Regions from separate parts of the Sparus aurata genome. Here region 2 is linked to region 1. A link is a contact called in public Hi-C data. All regions are on one chromosome and are shown on one strand. The core of a region is the stretch at or near the end of the contact, and the rest is flanking DNA. Distances in the headings are between cores, read along the strand shown.

Region 1 (5,261 bases), core at 2,037-4,536:
GATATTTATGAAAATACTATGCAAAACATCTTATTATGTCTCTAAAGCTTCAGTGCTGTTTTTCCTGCTTTTTCTCATTATATCACCTAACTTGTTTGTTTCACATTCCAGCGACCATCTACGTGGTGAGGAAGATCCGGGCTTCCATTGCTGAGGGAGAGCAACTGGAAAAGCCCATCATAACACCATGTAGTGCTATTGGTAAGATCATGAAAACAACCAATGTGACAACTTCTGCAGAGCACACAGCAATGACTCAGAATTCAAGGACTTGCAAAATAAGAATGAACCCTAAATGGAGACTCTGAAGAACACATTGCTTTTTACTTAAACTGTATGATCCCTGCAGGTATTTTAGCTTTTGCAGGATGGTCAGCTGACTGGTTCGTCTTCAGAGAACAGCAGGCTTTTATTAAACTGTGCCCCATGTTACTTAATGCAAGTGTTTGATGAATCTCTCTTTTCTTTCATATGATCAAAATCTGACTTTTCTTGATAAATTAAACCTTTTTGCACAGTAACCTGCTCAGACATTGTCCCTAATTTATCTCACCATTATGTCATGCTGCATGCCCATGAGATTAGTGGTATTAGAGGTAGGGAAAGAGTGTGCATGTAGGCTTATGGAAGAGCATTATAATGCACATGTCTGTGACTCACATGGTTGTTCCTTTTCTGCTTAGCTGAAATGAGAGCGGGACATGAGTCAAGAGGAAACGCCCCGGTGGCGGCACTGATCTCCGGACCGGATGATGGTGTTAGTGGAGCAGCGGGCTCGGGGACGTCCTCAGAGAGAGCTGCGCAGAAATGTGGCTCCTCCTGACGTTAAAGATCACGCTGGACACTGGACTGTTGACACCTTAAGGGGAAAACATAATTTGACATCTCTGTACTTTAGCATTAAGGGTACAATAAAACACTTTGATGATTCCATGTATATACAGAATACATACAATGGTCAGCTTTCATTTTTTCAATAAGCAAAAACTGTACATTCATGGACAATACAAAGAACAACACTCCACTGCTGTCCAGTGTCCATGCTGAAGTCAGTGATAAAAGTCCAGCTCCCAATGATGCACATTGAGGCCTTTTTCACAGCAGATGTTTTGACTTACCAAAGGACAAATGCGGTAGAGCTAATTAATGATGACTCTCTCCCATTGAGAGTTACACACAATATTACAGGTACCTGGATGTAATGGAGACATTCATGTTATTATATGCATTTGGTTAGTCAACATTACATTTTCTGTGAAAAGGGCCTGTATTTATGTACTGCAGTGTTTGAAGGCCAACTCACCAACCTCTGTCCAGGGGCTGAGCAGGCCTGATGTTTCTGCTGCTGAATAAATAAATTAAAAGAAAAAAAAGCTCAACAAGTGATGTTTGTTTATTTGCATATAGTATACTTGCAATACTTTTTAGGCTGACTGAATTGACTATTGTGGAAGAAATATAATTCTTCCGGGACATGATATCTCCAAACAATAGGAGGTCATACGTGTCTTGTACAGACATTAAAGTCTGGATAATGATACTGATGACTGCTCTACGAGCAATCTTCTCATGGTCTCTGCAACCTAGATACTCAGAGCTAATGTAGATATGTCTACAGAACAGATGTCTGACGAACCAAGCCACAGCTAGGCTAACTGTTTGCGTAAACCTCATAAGGAGGCCTTCGATCTATCTACTAGCATACTAAATGTCTCTGACCTATTATACCTCTTAGTCCTCTGGCTAGAGGGGAGAGATTCTGCATCACCCCCCTTGCTATGTTGTTACACAGATAACGATGTATGGGAGCACTGCCTCCTGAAGCTGTAATATATCATTTGGACATTGGGGAAGACTTGGGAGGATTATCATGGCAACACTCTGTGCAGACAGACGTGATGTTATGTTGCTCCTCCGAGATCTTGTTTTATAAACTACCTCAACGTAAACCATCGGTGTGTCTGAGTCTTCTTCATCTCTCCTGAATGGTTAAGTAAGACGAAATTCCACAACATTGATGAAGAAATTAAACCTTGTGTTTTTAGCAAAAAGTATTCAGAGACCTTTGTGATGACATTTTGAGTTGCAGCACAGGCATAACTCGAAATGTAAATGATGACAGCTATCTGATTATTAAATACACCTGTGCTCTTCCTGCTATTACAAGTTAAATTGTATTCCTTAAAAAAAAGGTCATATTAAAAAAGGAAGTGTGAACATGTTGACTGTTGTAGTGTAGTGCTTATGCACTTTGCTAACACTAGAAACATGGCATGGCTGGTTAAACCGGTTCTGATGCCCCTGCTGACTCCAACTTCCCATAAAGCACAGTGGACAAAACACTACAAATATCAGGAGCCATTTAATAGTAGTTCAAAAATGAAAGTTACCAGGTTAACAAAAAGCAAAGGCTAGGCTAAAGCTGGGATGTCTTGGTCTCTGTGAACAAACAACAATTTGAAAGTAGACCTGCTAGTGCCCTGCTGGAAAAAAACCTGCTGGTCTATGCTGGTTTTTCCAGCAGGGTGGTGCAAAAGGATACATAAGGGGCTCACCAAGCCCAGGATTAATCTTCTGGGGATTTACTATGAATGTCACTATCATAAACTTCATGACAACCCATCCTATATTTGTCAAGATATCAGTCTAGAGTGAAGGCCTAGTGAAGGACTTAACTGGCACATCCTCACATCAGGCCTTTTTCAAAGCAGACATCAGCTCGACATAGTGCACACTGGAAGGTGAAAAGTGGAGTCTGTTTGAAGTGGATGTTCAAGATGTAAATAGGCTAATTTCTTTTCAAATAAAGTTTGGGGCTTCAAGATCATTGGATAATTTTCATGTATACGTTTAAAACAAGTCCCCATCTACTTAAGTTGTTAAGGAGAATGCTGCAATGCTGTTTTGCCATGAAGCTCCAGAAAAGTTTATAGGACACAGAAATTCACATCGACATGAGGGTGAATAGATAATGACTGAATTAAATTTTTTGTGAGAACTTATCCTGTTCGTGCTCCAGTAAGCTATGATGCTCACCCAGCATGCATAATTCTTAGCAGAATACAGCCAGCAGTTATTAAATGCCCCTTTTTTCTGCTATTACATGTCAAAAAGCCTGTCGTGATTTTTCTCCTCTGGGAATTTGGTCCCTTCGTATTGTGATTTATAATCTATTTCTGCCATCTTCCTATCCAATGTCATAATGGTAATTCACATTGCACACCCCACCCCTCAGCCCCACGCTGCTGCTCAGGGGGAACTAACTTTAATCACTTGTGCCTCTCGCTCTTTTTTCTTGGTGCACTTCCGGTGTGCGCCGGAAGTTGGTCAAAATATTGAAGCGCCTGGTAAATAATGTTAGCAACAGTGTAAAACTCAGCAGAATGTGCACCTGTTATGTTTGCAAGGTGCTGGTGGAAACGCCGGAGGGAAAATAGGTGTCTACATTCTCAATAAATTCTCTGTTAGCATCAGGTGACGCGCTGGCCTGAGGTAAGCTGTAACTCTCCTACGTTTAGCTAGCTCTTTGCACAAAGTAGCATTGGCGTTGCTGGGTCAGTCGGCCGACGCCATCGACAGCTTGATGAGGTTTTCTTTGTGACCAGGTACTTAGAAAAAATCCACTTTGAGTGCAAACATGTGGTTGTTGCGGGTGTGTGCATTAAAGGACTACAACACGGGGGGTTTGTTTTTATAGGTCTCTGTGCAACATAAACACCTTCAGAGGAGGCATTCAGGGTTTTAACGCTATCTCTCAATCAAGAATCTCTCCGTGTCTTTAGGAATTAAATAGAGAGCAGGCAGGTTGCCACCCCGCTAGTTTACCCTCATGTTTCCATCTCTTCAAGAGTGCACATCATCTGTGTTAGGGATCAGTCGCTGTTGTTATAGTACAGCTTGTAAATTTTGTTGGTCATGACATTGTTGGCATTTAATTCACACTATGTGTCTTCCAACAGAACACTGTCAATTTAAGTGGATTGTGTCATGTTTTCTTAGCAGATTAGCATACCTTAGTTATTGCTTGGAGAGTGTATCATTTCTGTATGACAACCTTGTCCTACAGGATTCACTTGAATTGATAGAGGCAAGCTGTTGTAATTTCCTGTATGTGTTTCTTGCAGTGTTCTTGCTGTGCCTTACTAAAGCGTGGACCATGATGGAACGAAAAAAAGCCTTAACTATCCCATTTACTGTAGACAATGATACATTGGTATGTATGGCACATGTTTTAGAAATACCCAGTTTGCATGACATGCTTTTTAACGTGTGCGCTTCTAGTGAGCAGTCTGCTTGGTTGCTTCTCATTCTAGCAAGATACTGTAGTGACGCTTACATTATTGCTGCCATCATAAAGAGTGCGCACAACCTGCTAATAGGAAACTCAACGTGATTTTGTCTAATGGCTTTACTCTGTCATTTCTCTTGCAAACACCACATTGCCAAATTCTCTTTACCAGCAAGCACACTTTCCTGTTGTTAAAGGTGAATGTACGGTCATAGAACACAGAGAAAGCAGTGAATTTTTGCAATCCAGTCAGAGAATGTCAATTTCTTTGTCTGAAAAATGACTTATTAAGACAGATCTACCAAAACAGTGGCAGATTTATTACCTGCTGATTGACAAAATCAATTATCTGGCTATATTTTCAGCTACTTTGGATGCAACTGAACACATAACTCATGGCTCAAATTGTATCACTGTTTTACTAGTCCAAAATCACATAATTCAGAAAAACAGAATTAGTGTTCCTTTATTGTCCCACAAATGGGGAAATGTGCAGCCAAAGGACGGAATATTACATAAAAACAATAACAATAGTACAAAATAAACAATAAAAAGGTAAGAAATAGAATAGACTTGTATATACATATAAACATGATATTGTACAAAATGTACATGTCAGTATAAACAGTGTGGCAGTGAATTTTTATTTCCAAATGCAATTTACAGATCTGTAATTTTGCAAATCAGCAGAAATACAAATGGAGACAAATACTTTGATGAACAAAGAAACATTGCCTTGATGCACTGCACTCCACAGTCACTTGATTTGCCTATTTGTACTTGCTATGCTTGCACATCTGAGGAGAACATTCTCAATTTTCTTGCTGTTGCATGTCACTCATTTTACATGCATGGTAACTAACCGGCCTGTTAATTTTAGATGGAAAGCCCATTCAGAATCCCCATGACATGTCTTTCATCACAGTGTGAGAAGCTTGAGGGACAGGTACAACCATATCTTTGCTCTCTGTCC
Region 2 (5,261 bases), core at 1,406-3,905, 130 kb after region 1:
AAAACTATATTATAGCAAATCTACCATTGTGTAAGGTCATGTATTGAAGTAAAATAACCTTCATTTCACTTTATAGACATCAGCCAGCTAGGAGCGATGTAACTTGGAATTGCTATCTCTAACAGGCATTCGGACCCAGGTAAAGCAGCATATTCTTAACCCAGTAAAGGATTAACTTTGCTTTCTTAAAAATCAGAATCGATTGAAAACTGGGTAACTTCCTACAAATCAGTCTCGACACCTGTTTGGGCGAGCCAGTGTAGTTTAGCTCCCTGCGTACCCAACGTAACATTAGCTGCTAGCTAGCAGGTTAGCCACTTAGCTTGCTAGCTAGCAAAATACAGCTCAAATAGAAACTGCTGAGTGGTTTAAACTGCGTTATACTACGGTTGGACCCCAAACACAAGAACATCTATTACCTGAATCAGACGACTTGACCACGCTGTATTTCACAGGTTTCCACAAACCGTGAAAATTAAATATGTTAGCTAGCCTAGCTGAGCCCGGGTGCCAGCATCAGGAAGTGTCCTCCAAACTGTAAACGTCAAACAGTACGTGGCATTCCGTGCGCGCAGCCGCAGACCGTTTGGGACAAAGTGCGTTGGTGATTGACTCGCCTAATTGTAAAGACTGATGATCAAGCATCAATTGTGACAAGCTCAATCGCATTCATTTCATTGTTTCTAGTCAGTTTATTTGGCATAAAATGCACATTTAAATCGTAAACACAGGCTTAATAAATCAACTTTCTGATGCTGAATGAGGATACAGACAGGCAGCTACTGTGATTATGACCTTTATTTTTAAATAGGCTGGATGCAATCTGAAGGGGGGAAAAAGACATTGTGATGGGTAGACTTATTGAATGGTACAACATCAGCACATCTGCAACACAGGCAAGCCTTCTTCCATTCGCATGAACAGTACTAATTTCTAAGCAAAATATGTATGTTGGAACAATTATGCCCTCACTGATGTATAAGTAAAACACCTCTACATCTATACTGTTTGAATCATGGCAACATTTTCAGAGTGATAACAATGATGACCTGGTTATCAATGATCTATTTCACTGTTTGGAGAAAAGCTGCAAATCAGACTCAGTCGGAAGAGGGTACAAAGCAAATAAATGCCATGTTTATAGATGTTGTTGAGTGGGCTTTGAATAAATAAAGGTGACAAAAAAAATCCGGGTTCCTGCATAAATTGTACATTTTACTCTATTCTACACTGTTGTCTAATATAATGTTACATGATAATATCTGTAATAACGATAACTTGACATGAAGACTCATAACTGTATGCACACATTAAGAAAAAAAACCCCCACAGTTTTGCCCAGTCACAGCTTTGGTCACTCCATTATTTCTTCTTCTTCTCCTGAGTGGTGTTAAACCACGAATCTAACAGCTTCTTCATGTAATATAACTGCCATGCATGCACCTGAACAGCAACCACCATGATGAGGTACATAACAGTCACTGCAGAGAAGCCGAAAATGAAGCGGTAGGCCTTTCCTTGGCGGTAGAGTTGCTGCGCTAGAGGAAACATCTCCATTCCACCATATATGAGGGGTGCTATGGAGAACAACCCTGCGCTGATCATGGATATGACCAGGTAACTGATATTGTTCTTTGGAAGAGACAGGCTGCTGCAGAGCAGAGGGAGCAGGCTGAGCAAGTAGGGGTACTCCCACTGGTATGGCATGGACACTGTGTCATGTGACACCAGCTCGAATTGGCTGACAGTCACTTGTGCCGCCACCAGCAGCCAGATGAGAAGATGGACCAGGTTTAACTTCCGTACCTCTGACTTTAGGGAAGCACTGCAAAACCAATAACAGATAACGAGGTGTATTAATGACCCTTTTCGATGTTCTTGGTGTTTTGAGGTTACATTTGTATTTAGTGACCAGTAGTCTTCAGAAACATATATAGGGCACTTGCCTCATTTGGTATTGTGGCGCTATCCTCTCTCTGTGTTTGAAGTCACTTCCATTGGTGCCAGCAGCTCTAGGGCCCACACGTGATGTCATGATGAGGGAAACCTATTTACACAAGAGACACATCACATTTCACAAGCCAACACTTGACAGAACAACGACTGCAATTATTAATTTACTGATTCAATCGTTTGGTCAGTAATATGTGCAGATACAGGGAAAAGTGCAGCAACAATTTCCTAAATTCCTGATGTAGCTATCAGAGGAGAGGAAGAACATGAAAAGGAACACATTGTCAGGAAATCAACCGCAATAAACAGCTGTTTATTTTGAAAATGACTCATTTTAGGAAGACGAAATGAGCTGCTAACCGATTTAAAGCAGGCTAGCCTGTTAGCTTCTGCTGCTATTTAACCTAATTCAGCACTACCTTTACTGAGATACGTACTGTCTGTTGGGGCTGGCGTCGTTTTTATCATTAGCAATTTCAGCAGAGAACACACAACGCCAAGCGGTGTTCATACACAACGTTAAAATTCAGTCGCTAACAATGCTTACCGTTGCGTATTTCCGTGACGTTTGACTGAGCTGCTTGTTTGAATTTGTACTAACAAAAGATGTGACAGATGGATGTTGTAAGCAGCTGTGCGCATGCGCACAATCTCACTAGAAAGCTCTCCTTCCGCAGCATCCACATCTCTCCTCACAGCAGACTGCCAGCTGGAGCCATGACCCCCATTCATGGTTTGAACCGGAAATGACCCTTTCATCACGCCAGAGGGCATTTTTCCCCCAGACACATTCTCACTAAAAGCTGCACCAAAGATAACTAAGCATCCACTGTCTTACCTGATCAGTGTTGGTTCATATCCATGGCATGTCATCGTCAACCTAGCAGGTAACGACATTTTTCGGTAATCAGATTTACATTTCTCCATAGATGAGCCCACACAATTAATTTAACCAGGTAGTTTTCAACTGATGTACCGGCCTCTGTCTCATAGGTTTGATTTGCTTTCTGTGAGCTTACAAACAGAGATGTGAACAACACTCTTTTTTTTTTTTCTTATTAAACTATTTTTATTTAGAAAAAAACAACATGGACAATAATAACAAACAGGAAACTTTCAGACATAAAATCTTTGGTTACAACAACAGTATTAGCACCGTGGTTAAAAGGAGAAATACACATGAATTGTCCTTTAAAAATGTTCATACTATATAATTTATAATATGATACTATAATGATTTTTTCCATTGCATGTACATGTTCAGCGGATAAAATAATAAATTACTGACATAACTGTTGTTATGAATTGCTGCGACATTCAAAATCCAAATGTATTTCTTATACACTGCAAACCTGACATGGAGACATTCAGCACACCCAGGAAGCTGCAGAACTTACTTTGGTTTTCTAACTTTTAAACAAATCACATCAGAGCGACTGGATTACAAATCCAACAAGTGTTTCATTTCAATAAAATCCATAAAAATTGTTTCCCAAATGGATAAGGCTTGCAAAACAGTAACAGAGTATAATCGGTTGAATTTTAAGTAAAAAACACTGAGTAAGAATACATTTTACCAATTGGTTTGACTTCCAACAGCAGGATTCACTAGAACACTGCTCAATCCCCTTTGAGTCTTAAAACTGTGAACTGCAAATGTTCACAGACAGGGTCTGGGCTTCCTGATATTTGCCAGATTTAACTCGCACCTGTAATATTCTGGGGTTGAGTTAGTGTTACAGTGATGCTGCATAGTGCTGACCTTTATTTATACTGTGGTGTTGTGTTTAATATTGTTTATGGAGTGGTTTTCATCATTCAGGGCAATGTGGTGTGTGTTTGACCTTTGTATTTTTGCACAAAAAGTGTTTCTACTACACCCATAAACTGACAAGCATTTAAACACAAAATTCATATTACATTCTCACTCGTTGACTCTCACTCATGGGAGCAATTGTCAGTTAGCAAAATACATCATGCATGTTATAATTTAATTTTGATTTAATGTCTTTGGTGCTCCTATAAGTGAGCACAATAATTGCCATTAATAGGTCACCACCGATACAAGTCGTCCCTCGTATGTGTAAAGTCTTCGCACATCTGAAGTGGAAGTCATTTAGGCTGACCCCAAACTCTATTTAGGAAACTTAATTCTTATGTTGGTGAGACTTGCACCATTTACAAGTTACCTTTTCCACAATCTCAGCATTTTGCAGGTTACATGACCAGAAGTATGTTTACCTTTAAAACATGTATAAACTGCTGAGATGCATACTTTGCAATTTCATTCTCAAGAGGCATTTTACATGCTTGTCATCATAATACAGAGACAAAAACTGTATTCATACAAAGGTACACATGCAAATAGATTTCCTACTAAGTTGAATAAGTCTTCATGTGCTCACATTTTTCACTACATGGGGTAGCTGCCAGTTTTTAAGAGGTATGGAATTGACACTTGTGGAACAGTTTTATTAAATGTGTTGTTTGTTTAATCTTTTTGCATACACTTCACATTTTCCCTTCTTATGTTTCTACTTAATAACAAGTTGCACTATTTTGGGTTTTTGGCACTCTTGTGTTCAAAAGCACATTGACAGCCATCCTTAAAGTTTTCTTTGAATGTCTTTTTATACATTCTTTTATATCTTCAAAGCTGTAAAAGAAAACATCTTTGCTCCAATTTCAGGTTGTACCCCAAAAGCTGCTGTATATACAGACTGTGATACTCCTTATTTTCCTTAAGATATTTTATCTTGTCCTGTCAGCTGTGCTGACAAGATCAAGAGTTGGTTGACTTCACATTGCTAATACTGCTCAGTCTAAGGTGACTTATGATCATGTTTTATATTATAAAATAATATGCTACCACTTTGTTGTCACTGAAACCTCTCTATCCCTGGAGTTGTAGTTTTACATCGGATATAACAAATACCCGGAAAAGGAGGAGTGCACATACTGCCCAGCATAAAGTCCTGCAGCCTGATCCGAGGGCAGCTGAACATACACAGTGTCTCCAGTTTGGAGAGGTAATACTGCACTCCCTGATGCTTGATCTAGGAAACCCTTTTTGTATTCATCATATGTATACATCACTGGCTCATTGTTCCTCATCAAAGCCACCCACACATTAGCTCCTTTGCAATGAAAGTGGTAGGCAAAATAATAAATGCCAGGCATGTCACAAGTGAATATTCCTGTCTCGGGGTTGTAGTTTTGGCGACCATTGTACAAAAGCTTGTCAAAGACGACTGGAGTGCCCACAGGTGGAAAGGGAGTTGTTACTACAGCTGTGAATGCTGGCATTT

What was found. Hi-C and Micro-C count contacts between places; a contact is called where the count stands out from the background.
Region 2: a Hi-C map of an unstated tissue shows a contact between it and region 1, with 2.6 times the contacts expected there. The contact joins the promoter of jagn1a here to the promoter of LOC115588248 in region 1. A contact is called at or near these places in 2 of 2 Hi-C or Micro-C datasets (skeletal muscle and an unstated tissue).

Annotation. Positions count from the first base shown.
Region 1 is chr9:13,303,441-13,308,701 of fSpaAur1.1, forward strand. It overlaps LOC115588248, which reads left to right and starts at 3,287. Exons shown (of 23, transcript XM_030428700.1): 1 at 3,287-3,492; 2 at 4,125-4,213; 3 at 5,169-5,234. The coding sequence starts at 4,157. It overlaps LOC115587489 (a long non-coding RNA gene), which reads left to right. Exons shown (of 3, transcript XR_003985061.1): 2 at 112-201; 3 at 684-1,379.
Region 2 is chr9:13,438,233-13,443,493 of fSpaAur1.1, forward strand. It overlaps jagn1a (jagunal homolog 1a), which reads right to left and starts at 2,656. Exons shown (of 3, transcript XM_030428085.1): 1 at 2,501-2,656; 2 at 1,947-2,047; 3 at 781-1,825. The coding sequence starts at 2,035. The coding sequence ends at 1,363. It overlaps col8a1a (collagen, type VIII, alpha 1a), which reads right to left. Exons shown (of 3, transcript XM_030427322.1): 3 at 3,009-5,261. The coding sequence ends at 4,867. tfg (trafficking from ER to golgi regulator) reads right to left here and starts at 572. Exons shown (of 8, transcript XM_030428084.1): 1 at 420-572.